Regions from separate parts of the Xenopus laevis genome. Here region 2 is linked to region 1. Evidence: chromatin contacts called from public Hi-C data. All regions are on one chromosome and are shown on one strand. The core of a region is the stretch at or near the end of the contact, and the rest is flanking DNA. Distances in the headings are between cores, read along the strand shown.

Region 1 (7,639 bases), core at 1,459-3,958:
CAGATAGTACATGCCATACCTATAATTTGTCTGTATTAGGTCTCTTACACATAGGTGGTTAATCCATCATGCATTCTACTGCTGGGAACCTCAGAAACAACAGGAGGTGCATGTAAGCGCCAAACACAGGTGGAACACAATTTGATGAAGGATTAACCATGGAGGACACAGGTACAAACACCCATGTGTAAGGACCCTTATAAATGCACTGTAGCGTAATTTCTCTGGTAATGGAGGAACAGCAGAATATGAAATGGAACCTCTGACATCCAGTAAACTGCACTTCCCGGCACCTTTACTATCTGCCAGTATGTTCCTTTAACATAAAATCCCTGGTGCAGTTCTTTGCTCACATTACAGAAAGTATTATTGAAGTACATATAAAATGTGTTGGATGGGATGCCCAATGCCAAATCAGATAAATACGAGACAAGTAAATATTTTAGTAGAGACTGAGATGGGTATACAATTTCCCCTTGCTTGTAAGAGCAATGGAGCTGTTACTGTACTACCAGAATATCTTTCTCTTTTCTAAGAATTATCATAAGAAACCACAGAAAGTCATATAGGCCCGAATTCACTATCCTGCGCAAATTCAGCGTCCGTTAGTGAATCGGCGAATTAACGAAATTGCGATACGCTGGCGAATTCACGCTAGCGTTAGGCGTTTCGTCCTTTAGTGAATTTTGGTCATAGAGCCTACGGAATTAGGCAGTCCCCTGAGACAGAATATGAGAGAACATTGTTATGTTTTGGGTAGCCGAGGATCAGTAGAGTATAACAGTGCTTTATTAGCAGAGACTCATGCAGGCATTACACAACAGTAAGCTTTCACTTTTAAGCTACGAGGAAGTATGCACAGTATAAGTATGAGCACAGTGACCTCTACAGGCCATTCGTTTAAACACCACAAACATGGATTCATCTAAGGGTCTATATTTCCCTATTCCTCATGAAATTACGGTTTGGGAAATAAAAAATATTCCAAATATTTTGGGATTTCAAATAAACAAAGGAGTCTATGGATGGTATGTAATAGCCATACACACAATATAGATGAGCAAAAATAAAATAGTTAATTGCACTAAATTATGTTGCAAAAATGTTTTCTTAAACATTCACCAGTATTAATAGCGAAATATCTGCAATTTCAGTGACTTTTGAACCTTCAATAAAATACTGTAGTAATACAAACAACAAAAAAAATAGTGAGCATTTGTTCCTGATTTAAACAGGAGGCAAGACAAGGCATTTGCCATTCTATTTTCCTGTACACATATCCTTTACACCCATTATGGGGAAACTGGTTCTCAAATTTAAATATTCTGCTTTGTTGCACTTCAAACACACAATGTTGGACAGCTGCATAACATCCTGGTTAATGTGTACTCAGGAGCAAACTGGAAAATATAGCTCATTGTGAAGCTACAACTATTGCACTAGTTAGCTGCGGGATGGAAAATATTTCAACACCTGCATATAAATAAACTTCAGTTTCTGCTTAAACAGCTTTATAAAACTGTATGACTTGTCACACCAGTAAATTGAGAGAGCTCACAAATCTTTTAAAATGAATTAATATGTGGTGGTGGCACTTAGGTTCTTAGAAATACCCATGTGTGTTCATATAATTCACCATACTGGTTAAAAAATGTTACAAAGTACATGCTAAATGTATAAAGTTCAGTGGTTGTACTTATGAATGAGTTAACTTAAAGGTATGAATAGCAATGGCAGAGCTCAATCAGAACAAACGGATAATTGGCTTTCTTATAAAGATGTTTGCTTTACATGGCAGACTAACAAAAATTACAGCAATATATTACCACCTGCAACTTGGCATCACCTAACTTGGCCAAATTCAGGCCAGAACAAGTGCTAAAAACTGGTGTAATCTGCTGTATAATTGACAGTGGTCATTGGTGTTTTTTTCTATGTGAATTCTTTTAAGCTAGATGTGTCCCACTGCCTTCTCGTTGGCAACCCCAGACTCTTCTCACCTCTTGTAAGCCCAAGATGTTTCCCTGTAAGCACAATAAAGGCAGCATGGTCACATTTCAATTAGAGAGCAACTCGTGAATTATTTCTAAATACACCCTGGCTAGGATTCTGGAGCGCTCTGCATCTGCCCACATCATGACTTTCTCAGGTGATTCCTTGATGTGATATATGCCACCAGATGCACCCATCTTACCTTTAAAACATTTAATCCAATGCAATTGTACCAAGCACAACGTCCCCTCAGGGCTGCAATGATACTGAAATAATAGGCAGATTAGTCCCAAACTGCAGTTTGCACACTGCACTTGCAGTCCTAAATGATCGCTTACTACATTTACGTACATTTTTTACATGTATTTTTGCTAGCATTGTGCTGTAAGATTCATATTGCTTATTAATAATTTCCTTTTACCTAAATGAGAGAGAGAGAGACTAAATTAAAGGCTTGTGTGAGCCCATGATGGTGCCTTGTTCACATTGCAGTTGGAATGCTGCAGTCAGCTTGTAAACTGCAATGAAACACGAGGTATGCTGAGTTGGTTGCAATCTATGCAGTCCATAAGTATGTGATGGATGTATTTCTATGCATTCTGTAGGCAGCATTGACTCAGCAAAATGCTATGTCAGTGGGGAATATCTGTCCCATCTGCATTGTTGGCCATTTGCCAGTGCTAAAGACACAAGTGAGAGGTAGAAAACCATTAGCAGCCTACTGCATTCAGCCTAATTGCATATCAAAAGTGACATAGAGGAATCTTGACCACTGCAGGGGCCACCTTCAGAAACCCTCCCTTTCCTCTGGGGCCCAGTACAACATTTAGCATCTCTTGTGTTATGCAAAACCAAATTCAAATTCAATTTGATACCTAGTTCAGTTAATTAAATAAAGTGCTGATCAGTGCATATGTGAATTAATTAGAATTCTATCATTAAAAAAGGGTACTTAATTCATGAGGGTACAATATACATGAATTTCAATTTCATATAACAAACTCATAAAAATTCTATAAGCATCTAATTAAAAAAGGGAAATAGTATAACATTATTATGACCATAAATATTAGTGGTTGAAAACCACTTGCTGAAAATCCATTAAAAAGTTGATAGAAACAATAGAGGGTGGAGCTGTCCCGTAAACTATGGGTCTCCCTGGGGTTTTTTCTATGTTCTTATGAACTTTGGGAAATAAATAAAATGTTGCCGTTCTTGAATTATTAACTGTTAGAAATAATTTCTCTTTTTTAGAGATTTAGTTATCATTAAAGGGATACTGTCATGGGAAAGAAAAATGTTTTCAAAATGAATCAGTTAATAGTGCTGCTCCAGCAGAATTCTGCACTAAAAAGAGCAAACAGATTTTTTTATATTCAATTTTGAAATCTGACATGGGGCTAGACATATTGTCAATTTCCCAGCTGCCCCAAGTCATGTGACTATAAAAAAATCTGTTTGCTCTTTTGAGAAATGGATTTCAGTGCAGAATTCTGCTGGAGTAGCACTATTAACTGATGCGTTTTGGAAAAAAAACATGTTTTCTGATGACAGGATCCCTTTAAAGGCATCCTTTAATATGATGTTATATATTTCTTAAAAGTTTTCTGTGGGATCCCCCAGAATTTCTTTATAACTGATCGGAGCCAGTTGTTTATTAGCTTCATCTAGATAAATGTTATTTGGCAAAATCACAATATTTCCCCCTTTATCTGATGGTTTAATTTGAACATCTTTCCATTGCTGCATGTCCCTAATGGCCCTCCACTCCTCTCTGGATGTATTTTTGTCATATATATGTGATTGGAGTGATATGATATCTTTGGTTACTAAATTCAGAAAAATAGCTACATTGGGACAAATGTTTGCTGCTAAGTTTCTTAATCCAGTCCTCTGCTGAGGGGATCGAAATAATGTTATCTGGTGCCTCATCTGAATTCTCCAATAGTAATTCTTCTAAATCCTGTAGTGCCCTTATTTCCATTTCTGTGAGTCCCTTCTCCAACATCCTTATCAAAATACTTTTTCAGAAGTAGTTTTCTAACGAACAGATTTTGATCTTTAACCGTATAAAAAATGTCCTATTCAAAGGTTGTTGAATTTTGCAGGGCACCAGTTGATTAATACTTGATATTTTATTTATGAGTCACAGGCGGGGTTCTTTTTCTCTATAATATTTTTATGGTTATATTTTTCTGACAATTGTCAGACCTCAGCCTATAACTCCTAGAAAAAATGAGTTCTTATTAACCCAGGAAACAGGGATATCCATTTTTCACCTGCCTACACATACCTGTAACTGTAGATAACTAACACAACTATATATGAGGGGTAAAGAATGATAACTTAGTCACCCGTGGGGTAAACATTGCCAAGAAAACTGATCAGGATAAGAAACCCTGCCTTAACCACAATAAAATCCTTACCTCTGATATATTTATTCTTATTTTTTGCAATATTTGTGTACTATGGATATCAGTCAGTTAGGTTTACCACCTTTTTTCATGCATAATACTGAGAAGGTTGGGTACACAAAGAAGCGGGACTGTGACTGGCATTTCAAGTAAACAAAACAGGCTCAAACATCCCTCCACAGGCTTAGTAACAAGTGGCTGTTTATAGCATCTTGCAGCAACCCCTTTGGCATTTGGCAGCATCTAAAGATACCAATCCAAGCCTGTAGTTGACATAAATGAAGAAATTAAGAGAAGCTGCAACTTCCTTGTAGTGGTTAGTAACAGCCCTTTTAAAGATGTTTATTATGCCTTGTAAATGTTTATTGCTATGCAGCACTGCAGACGATTCCCTTCACTTCCTGTTGTTCAGCCCAAAATGAGTAGAACAAGGTGGCCATACCATATTTTTTCCATTGTATGGTATATTTCTATTCAGCATGTGGCCCTATCAGTCGGATACCATGCAATGGACCAGTCTATGGCACCAGGTGGAATTGAGGCAGTGGCTCCCAGCACTGTACCTTTCCCAGCACACGCCAGCAAATGGGCACGAAACTATAGTTAGTGAAGCAGAAGATCACCCTATTAGGGTTGCCCCCAGCTGCTTTAACACTGGCCACATATTCGCAGATTTACTAAAGGGCGAAGTGGCCGTTGCTAGCGACAATTCGCCAGAAATCATATCTGCAGGGACATCGGCAATTTACTAATAAGCGTAGAGGACAATTCGCTAGTGAAAGAGACCGTTGCTAGCGTAGTTTTGCACCCTAGCGCCAGACAAATTTTCGCTCAGGCAAACGATTGTTACTCTGCAAATTTAGTAAAGTGCGAATTTTACAGAACATTACCTCTTTTGCCAGAGTTTCCTTCGACCACCTTAGATAAGATGGAGCTACATCCTCCTCAATCTTATGTTAGTGAAATCATGTCCAGTATCTCGAAAAGTCATAAAAGTTCTAAAAACGCTGGCTTTTTTCATATTTTAAAACGGGATCTAACTATTTGTATTAATTTTTTTTTTCCCAATTTGAGGGGTATGCCACATTTGTTTTAGGGTGGGCTCAAGTCTAGGGCATTAGAGGATCTCTTTTGTCTTTATTTTGCTTCCTTGGACATTTGCAATAATAAGTGGCTACTTCAAGCATTTGCACCAGCATCACTAATAAAGACATCTGTATGACCTATATGAACCCCCCTATTCAAATTGACCTAAACGTAGGAGTTTCGCTAGGCAGAATTGAACGCTATTGAAAGATCGCTGTTGAAAGAACGAGCTGTTGAATTAACGCTAGCAAAACTTTGCCAGCATTCAGCTGCTGAGACGGAACTTTGCATTTTAGTGAATTAGCGTAGTGGTAATGAATTTTCGCTTGACGAAGTGGCGCAGATTGTTCCCTGGCGAAAATTCACCCTTTAATGCCCCATTGAATCCACATCCTGCATGGCCATACCTCCCAACTGTCCTGTTTTTTGCGGGACAGTCGTGATTTTGACAGCTCAGCCTGCTGTCTGGGATTCTTACTGAAATGTCCTGAGTTTCTCTTTGATCGCCTGCACTGAACAGCCACAAAAAGATTCAATGTTTCTGAAATGTCTGAGTTTTCTTGGCAGAGAGCCCAGAATACTCAGCACCTGCACTTAGATAAATTTGTAACAATTTTAGATAAGCAAAGACACAATTGTAAATATTTAAGATAAGCAAGTCTCTTGGGGAAACTGTGACTTGCAGCTTAAAGGGCAATTCACCTACATTAGCAAAACTGTAATACCACAAAAAAAAACCTGACCCTAAAACCCCCAGAAATATGTTCAAACTCTCCATTACCTGACAAATGTTGTAAAATGGATGTGGTATTTAGGGGGTGTAGCCATAAAATTGCCACTCTATGCACATTGGGAGGTATGCATGGGTGATTAGCAACGGATTTAGAAGCATGCTGCAGACTGAACTGATTTATGTGCCGCTATTAAGGGGTTATCTATGTTTAGCAAACTTTAAGTATGATAGAGACAATTTGCAACTGGTTCTCATTTTTCATTGTTGTGTTTTTTTTAGTTATTTAGCTTTTTATTTAGCAGCTTTCCAATTTGCAGTTTCAGAAATCTAATTGCTAGGAACTAAATTACCCTAGCAACCATGCATATTGCATTGATTTAAATAAGAGCCTGGAATATGAATAGTAGAGGGTCTGAATAGAAAGATGAGCAATTGTAAAGTAGCAATAACAATACATTTTTAGTCTTAAAGAGAATTTGTTTTATTAGATGGGTTAGGTGACCCATCTAAAAAAGGACAGAAGGAGAAGGTAAATAATTAAAAAACTATCAAAAAAATAAATAATAAAGATCAATTGGAAAGTTGCTTAGAACTGGCCATCCCTTAACATACTAAACAGAGAATGAAAGCTCCAATAGAAGGGGGGGGGTGGTTTGCCAAATGTTAGAGCACCCCCATGGATTTTAATGACTTACCTGATACCCTGGGCTGGTGCACCTGCTAGAAGAAAACTGCGACAACTTGGGGCAGTAGTGAGCGAGTCTTCCTTCCTTCACACTGGCGTGCATGTGCAGTAGATTTAGAAGCAGACTTTAAAGGAGACATATAGGATAAATGAAAAAAAACTTAATTTTGTAGGTAATTACAGTATGAGTAATATATGGTGTTGCTTTTACATGGTGCTAAAAATTGATATTATCTTAAAAAAATAGCCCCTTTATTAGAGCTCCCTATATATGTTCTCTGGTCCCTGTTTCAAATGAGGGGTGGGCGTGTCCTAACAGTCCCTGCCAGAAGCACAGTAGGAGGGGGACAGCCAATCACAGCCCTGCAGTCACACAAGCACAGACACACAAGCTCAGGTCCTTCTAGCTGCTGATTGGTTCCTGTCCTACAGTGCCGTGAGCTGAGAGCCGTCGGCTCCCCTGCACAGCCTGGGAATTCAGGGAGCAGGAAGTGGAAGAGATTATTAGGGTTTTTGAAGAGATATTCAATAAATCAATCTGAAACACTACTTTTTTTAAGCACAATTCTTCTATATCTAAAGGAGTACAACGCATTGGTACGTTCTTATTTTTTACACAAAATGTCTCCTTTAACAAAAAAAGCACTATTTTTCTGTCTACTGTGTATGCATCGACTGTGGGATCTTAGGGTTAGTTCACACGAGGAGATTTGGCGAGATTTTTGTAGC
Region 2 (7,070 bases), core at 2,859-5,358, 50 kb after region 1:
ACTGCACGTCTCTGCGCAATGTTTTGTAGAACAGAATAGAACACAGACCTGCAGCCAGTCTCCTAAATAAATTGCTGCCTAATTTTGGCAGAGCTGTATTTATGAGGGGCGGGAGGGAAAACACACATAGGCATATCTCCATCTGTTCCCAACCTATCCCCTACCTTGTGTCTGATTCAGAAGTTATTGACAGCGTCTGATGTCACAATGGGGGACATAGGGCAGGTAGTAAGTACAGGACTGACCTGCACTGGCCAATACTGCGCTCTGCACCTTGTATTATATTTTTTTTAACTGAGGAGAGTTGCAAAGTGCAGCCTGGGCAAATGTGCTTTCTGCATGAGCACTAAGTTGTGTGATCTTGCATCCCTTGGTACTCGTTCACTTATGTCAGTAAATGACCCCTATTTATGAACTTACTATTGAGTAGCACACATTCTTCACTGCATCACTAAGAATACATCCTTAAAATGTGGTGCATGTATGATAACATAATTAATGAGTATTTGTTATATATATATATATATATATATATATATATATATATATATATATATATACATACAAGAGATGAAAGCACTCATGGTTAAATCCAAAAAGATCCACACTTTTTATTCACATTGTGCAACATATCTATGAGTTTTGATCCTTGTTTGATCTTCATCAGGTTGGATCCTGACAATGGACATAGGTATTGGTTAGGCATTCTTGGGTGACATTACTAAGAAACAAGGCTAGAATCAAACACAGCAATAGATATTGCTAAGAACAAGTTAATCTAGCTGCATATGCATAAAATAACAAATATGACATTAATAATGCATGTGGGAAGGCTATAGAGTGTTACAAATACCTTCATATTTATAATCCGGCATGCTTTTAGTGGTATCAAAATACTCAGCAAGCTTTAGGTTCTTGGTTGAATCAGCATCATCCAGGGTACCTCTGTTACTACCGAAAGAGCCTCTTGTGCTTCCACTTCTCTTCACATCACCATCTTTTTCTCCCATTGACATCAAAAACCCAAGATCATCAGCAAAAGAATCATTTTTTAGCATCTCTTGGTTTTCTGCAAAATGGCAACACAATATGGCATTGGATTTTTCTTACTGATTTATTACTTGTCCTTTAAATTGTTCACTCTTCACTTACCTGTGCTTGTGCCTCTGCTCACAGTGTCTGCCTCTGCAATCTTTGAGAGAGAAAAGGAGAAAAGGTTTATTTTAAGGATCTATATAGTCTTATCTGTACAGTTGTCTCATACTGAATACTATACCTCTGCACTAAGTGTTACAAAAATAATTGTACAGATATTGTGTGGGAAAAAAAATGTAGTGCTGTCAGGCTGTTAGAGGTTAAAATACATTTCCGCTGCCTTTCTGGAATGTGATAAGTATGCAATGTCATTATTGATAGGAAATGTGCCTAGGTCATTCATTTCTAAGTAACGGCTCGTAAATCTTCTTGATTTTATATTTAGATTCTGGACAGCTTAAAGGAACGATTCAGTTAAAAAGAAAAACTGGGTAAAATCATTTTTTTTCTATTAAATTAAGTTAGCCAAAAATGTAATCTATAAAGGCTGATGTATTTGTGCTTTTTCCCCATTTTCGCTGGTGAAAGATGAGACTGATGCTCAGATCTCGTAGGGGAAATTTAATGAAAAGATTCAAACTTTATTCAAACAGTAACCCATAGCAACCAATATAATGTTTGTTTTTACCTGTAAATGGAACCTGCTGATTGGAGTGGCATACAGTACTCCCCAAATGCTGTAGTTAGGTTGCAGCCATTTGAGTGACTTTTTCCTATGACATGATGTTGTGGCCTGTGGTCAATCCTCTACAGCAATCACATGGGAATATGTCAGTGTTAACTGCAGCCAACAGCCGTGAGCTTTCACTCCATATCATGTGGGCTCATCTCCCCTGCCCTAACCAGAGCTACATACAAAGTACTATGCTGAAACAACTTATGTTCATCCCAAGTAACCCCAGTCTTTTTTCCCTTCTCTCCTAACCTTTTATTTAATTCAGCTATGGACACATAGTGCTGCAATCATGCAAAACTAAACTTTAGATCATTGTCCCTTGTGGGAAATTACAGATGTTTCTCGTATTTTGCTATAAAAATGTTTAATTGTTTCTACTGTGCAAAGTCTTGTGATCTTTATTGCTATAAGAAACAATGATTCCTGTTTTAGCCAGTTACATTTATATGCTGCAATGTCTGTGTGTGATCTTGCCATACGTCTTATGAGACTATTGCACTATTATAGAGGTTGATAGACAACAGCGCTCTCAGTTTTGTCAGGTAGAGCCTGTCACCAAGAACACATTTCAGCACAAATCATTCAGAATGTAAATGAATGGAACATTTTCAATCCACAGAATTGTTTTTTTATTTCTGCTGTAAATAACTGGACATTAAAATGGAAATTTCCCTTACCTGTTCTTCCAGAGGTCTCTCTTCACTTAACTCCCTGTTGTGTACATCTTTATCTAACAGAGACAAGAGACGAGGTCCTAAATTATCTCATAATTACATAATTATTTCCTAAGCCTGTTTCTTTGGACACTGGAACATGAGGCATCATGGGTGAAATAAAATGATATAATGTCTCACGTTTCCAAGGAATAAGACACCTAATATGCTATTTGTCAGTCCAATAACTTTTTTATAGAGGCTATAGTTATGGACTGAGGTGGTGCCAACTGGTCAGTCAGCGACTTGTAATAATATAATCGGATCTCAGGACTTGCTCGGAACTACACTCTTCAACATGTCACAACAGCTTTCAATAGGGTATTGTAGTTCAGAAGTATTAAAATACAGTGTCAACTAATTACCTACATTTGTCTACTTGTATGAGGAATATCTTAGTCCAGTGAATTCACTATGCGCTTGTGTTCAAAATATGTCAGTATAGCTTTAAACACAGAATGTTAGGGTTTTGTAATTTGTGTTTCATAGTGGGAATGGTATTACAATTATACAGGGAATATACCTTATGTGTCATTTGTACAAACTCTATTTTTCCTTGTGGGAACAAATTCTTATGTATGTAAGAAAAAATACAATATGTTTAAGCTCGTTTTTGGCACAGCTTAGGAAAATATAAAGCTATGACAAATATGATTGCAGAAAAAAACAATAATACAGATATGAAGCAAATGTAAGTTAACCAACATTTACGCCATGTACAGTTTAAAGTGCTAAGAAAATTTGGTGTAGGTCCCATTGCTGCTTCTCCATGTTATTCATATCTTCCAAATGTATAAAATATTGAAATTGTGCCTAAAACTGATATATGGAATGTTTACTAGACAGTTATATCCACCATAATCAGATTAGTTTAATAAGAAGATTAAAAAGAACATTGCATTTTCCACAGTCTCCCAGCCACCGTCTGCATCCGCTCCATTAAAACTCTTGGAGTCCGTCGGTCAGGCAGGTTTCTACAAATAAATATCCCATTTTCGTACAAAGCCACAAGCTCATTGTATCATGCATTTCAGCCAAGCTTTATCGGTGCCATCGTTTCGCTTTTGTATTTTTGTGTTACATTTGCTTTTTGTATTAAACATTAACAATATTAAAGGGGAACAGCACTCAAAACTGATTTGTTTTTCTTTATAAAAGAAAATTCACGTTCTGAGCGACTTTATCATATAGAGCCATTAAAAACGTCCAATGGTTTAAGGCTGTTTATAAATGCAATGGCAACTACTGGTTTACCCAATTGGGTCTGACTCTTGAAACAAAATAACAGAGGTCTGTTTAATCAGCTGGCCTCTGCTACATGGCTCAGAAATGAAAGGGTGCAGTGCAGAGAATATACACATGCAGATATTGCTTTCAGTAGCAGTTACATCTACAAATAATGCAAGTGGAAATGTGTCATTCATATAAATGGGACAGTTGCTTAGAACTGAACTTCCATTCATTCTGCCATAGACAGTTTTCCCTTTTTGAAGACAAATCATTCACTTACCTTGCTTAATGCTGGGGTTGGGGAAACCCTGGACGTGGACGAAAACCCCGATGATGGCAGTAATAAAAACATATTTTGGACCCATCTGTTATGGAAGTACCTTCCCTGGTGCTCAGCCGGACTCAGTAGAAACTCCCCTTGGGACTGCTGGGAGTTGCAAATAGAAGGACAGAGCTTCCCGCTATGGAGAGACGCGTTTCACTGGAGGTGAGAGAGGAGCTGTCCAGAGCTTGTGGTGCTGAAGCTGATGCTGCTGTAGGGAGCGCACTGGTGCCTGGAGATATAGCCGCTAATTGCAGCAGCCTCTATTGTTCATCGCTAGATAACATCTAACTGTACATACTCCAGTGCCTTTTCTTGCTGACAGCTGGAGAAAAATCGCTCGGAAATCAAAAATCAATGATCCAGTCTGCGTCACCTGGCTTCCCTATTCCCTTCCCAGCTCGTCAGTTCCCTGCACAGAGCCACCCGCCACCACCAATGCTGCTTTACGTGACATCCCCACTTTTACGCTTCCCAAACAGGATCTGTAAAACCCCTTCTGATTGGAACCTGCCTGAGCTGCGATTGGACGATGATCAGTCCCTTTGTGTTCTGGATTTGAGACGTTCAAAGTCTTTTTTTTCTTCCCATGCTGCAGATATATTAAGCAAAAGTTTGGGGAAAATGACTGACAGGTTAGAATTTAAAGGGATTCGATCATGATTTTTATGGTGTAGTTTTACACTGTTGACACTGCAAACAATTAATTGTACCATGTAAAATTTAATTCCTGAACCAACAAGTATATATATAGATAAAATTGAGCATAGGACTGGCCAGATATGGGATGACTTTGACGTAGTTGGCCAGCTTAAATATATTGCACTATATGGATAAACAATCCCTGTTTTGTTTAAAGGGTAAGGCATTTTTCAGTAGCAGTATGCACAAAATCTGTCTGTCTTAAATATATTGATAATGAGTTGAGTGCAGAGGACTCATATATTTGTCTATATATATATATATATATATATATATATATATATATATTTACTATATTCTTCCTTTATTAAACATTTTTTCCCATGAAGAAACAGGGAATGATCATAAAATAAGCAAGAGGGCCCACTGACACCTGAGTTTTTCTGGTATCCAGGTGGGCCAGTCCAACGCTGCAGTTTGGAACAGCTTTCTGACAGGCAATTGTTTCTATTCAATGTAACTGAAGGAGTCACAGTGGGACATGGATTTTTACTAGGGAATCGGGATTCGGCCAGGATTCGACCTTTTCAGCAGGATTCAGGATTCAGATTCGGCCGATTCCTTCTCTCATTGGTCCTCTCATGTTAAGACCTGGCGGCACCCGTGTAGCAGAGGTCTCCTCCCGAAGCGAAAGGTGGTTGATATAAGCGGAATAGTGAGCCGCAACCAGGACCTTGGTGCCAGTTCTGGGTTTGGGACTCCATAACATAAATATAAAAAAATCAGTTTGAATTTTTAAAAAACTGATGCATTTTGTGAAAACATGGTTTCCCATGACAGTCTCCCTTTAAAGATGCACATATGTAGCTGCACTGTAAGGGGTGACTGTCAAGCGCCACCCATATACAAACTGGTCTTGTGATAGGGAATATACTCCTTGCTTTGCAGCACTTCAGCATCTGAGAAACTTCATTTTAACTGAAAAGAACATTTGAAATAACTCTCATTTGATCTATTTTTTTTTACATTGATAGTGGGCAATTTAGTCATATTGCAGCTGACAGGACTTTTTTAAACAGAGCTACAGTGGCACCTGCTGTGGATCAGATTACAGAATTCTGTTGTCTCCACAGCTCTGAAGTCCAATAAATCATTCAGTAATGTAAACAACAGAGCTAACATACTGGAATAGTAGATACAGGCAAATTAAGTGAAAATGCCTAGCTAGATGCCTAGCAATATATGAGGCAGCACAGCTGTCAGACTGATGATTATGCTGTTCATACAGATATTCAAATAAAGTGAGGCAATATCACACTTAGTTTCAATGCATGGTTTGCATTTAAATTAATTCCCACTACCTTAAAGGGGAACTCTCGTGAAAATGAAAATTGAATATAAGCTTCAGCATACTGAAATAAGAAACTTTCTAAATGTAATCAATTAAAAATTCTGTACCATTTCTGAAAAAATCAAGTTTATCTTCACTATCCCTCTCTCAGCATCTGTTCCTCTTCAGTCTGCCTTCATTCAGGAGTTGGGTGTCAGGTGAATGATCCAATATATCTTATAAGGGGGCTCCTTTTGCATAGAAGATGTATTAGAGCTCCCTCTATTAAAATCACCAGAAATTTTGTCTCTCTACGGGCAGAATTTGTGCAAAAGGCAGTTATTTTGTTTGTTATGTTTTTTGTACTGGAATCAGTTATTTGAGTGAGCTTCAATTTTTGTAAACAAAAATCTATAACATGTTCAATTACTTTATTTTTTCCAAGATACAGTTTTATGGGTACTGGTTATTATGCCATGAAAATAGAAGTACAGGGTTAGAGTGCCTCTAAACATGGACAGAAAAAGTTTATTGAAAAAACTGAATAAAATTAATTATTTAAAAAAATTAAATATAACCACCGTGTCACGGCCTCCCCTAAACACCTGTATACCTTTTTGGCACAAGGCTGAGCTGAGTTCCACTAGTACAGGGTATTTATTTCAGATGGGGTTTGCACAACAATGAATTCCATAAAGGAATCACTTAACAAAACAATTATATTATCCATAAACAATAATAATATGTATTATAAGAAGTAAACACCAATAAATATTTCTTCTACAATTAAAATGTGATTGTAGCACATCTATCCCAACCTGACAAATGTATCCAATCAGTATTAGGTGTTTCATAAGACAAGTCATTGTTTGTTAAATAAGAGTTAAAGGAGAAATTAACCCCTAAAAAAGAATATGGGTAGCAATGCTGGACTGTATATCCTGAAGTTACTGTACTAGTCCAGAGGTTCAGCAGCCTATAACACTACTGACACATGCCTTAAAATCTGGCCACAGGAGCTTAACATCTAGGATCTGGTTAGACTATCTTTTGAGTGCCAGT

Evidence for each region. Hi-C and Micro-C count contacts between places; a contact is called where the count stands out from the background.
Region 2: a Hi-C map of animal cap shows a contact between it and region 1, with 4 times the contacts expected there. A contact is called at or near these places in 2 of 4 Hi-C or Micro-C datasets (the XTC cell line and animal cap).

Annotation. Positions count from the first base shown.
Region 1 is chr3L:107,775,458-107,783,096 of Xenopus_laevis_v10.1, forward strand. No RefSeq gene overlaps it. Among protein-coding and RNA genes, the nearest start is that of lysmd2.L, 4.6 kb to the right of the region's middle.
Region 2 is chr3L:107,824,357-107,831,426 of Xenopus_laevis_v10.1, forward strand. It overlaps scg3.L (secretogranin III L homeolog), which reads right to left and starts at 4,109. Exons shown (of 12, transcript NM_001085577.1): 1 at 3,995-4,109; 2 at 2,449-2,501; 3 at 1,153-1,192; 4 at 854-1,069. The coding sequence starts at 4,079.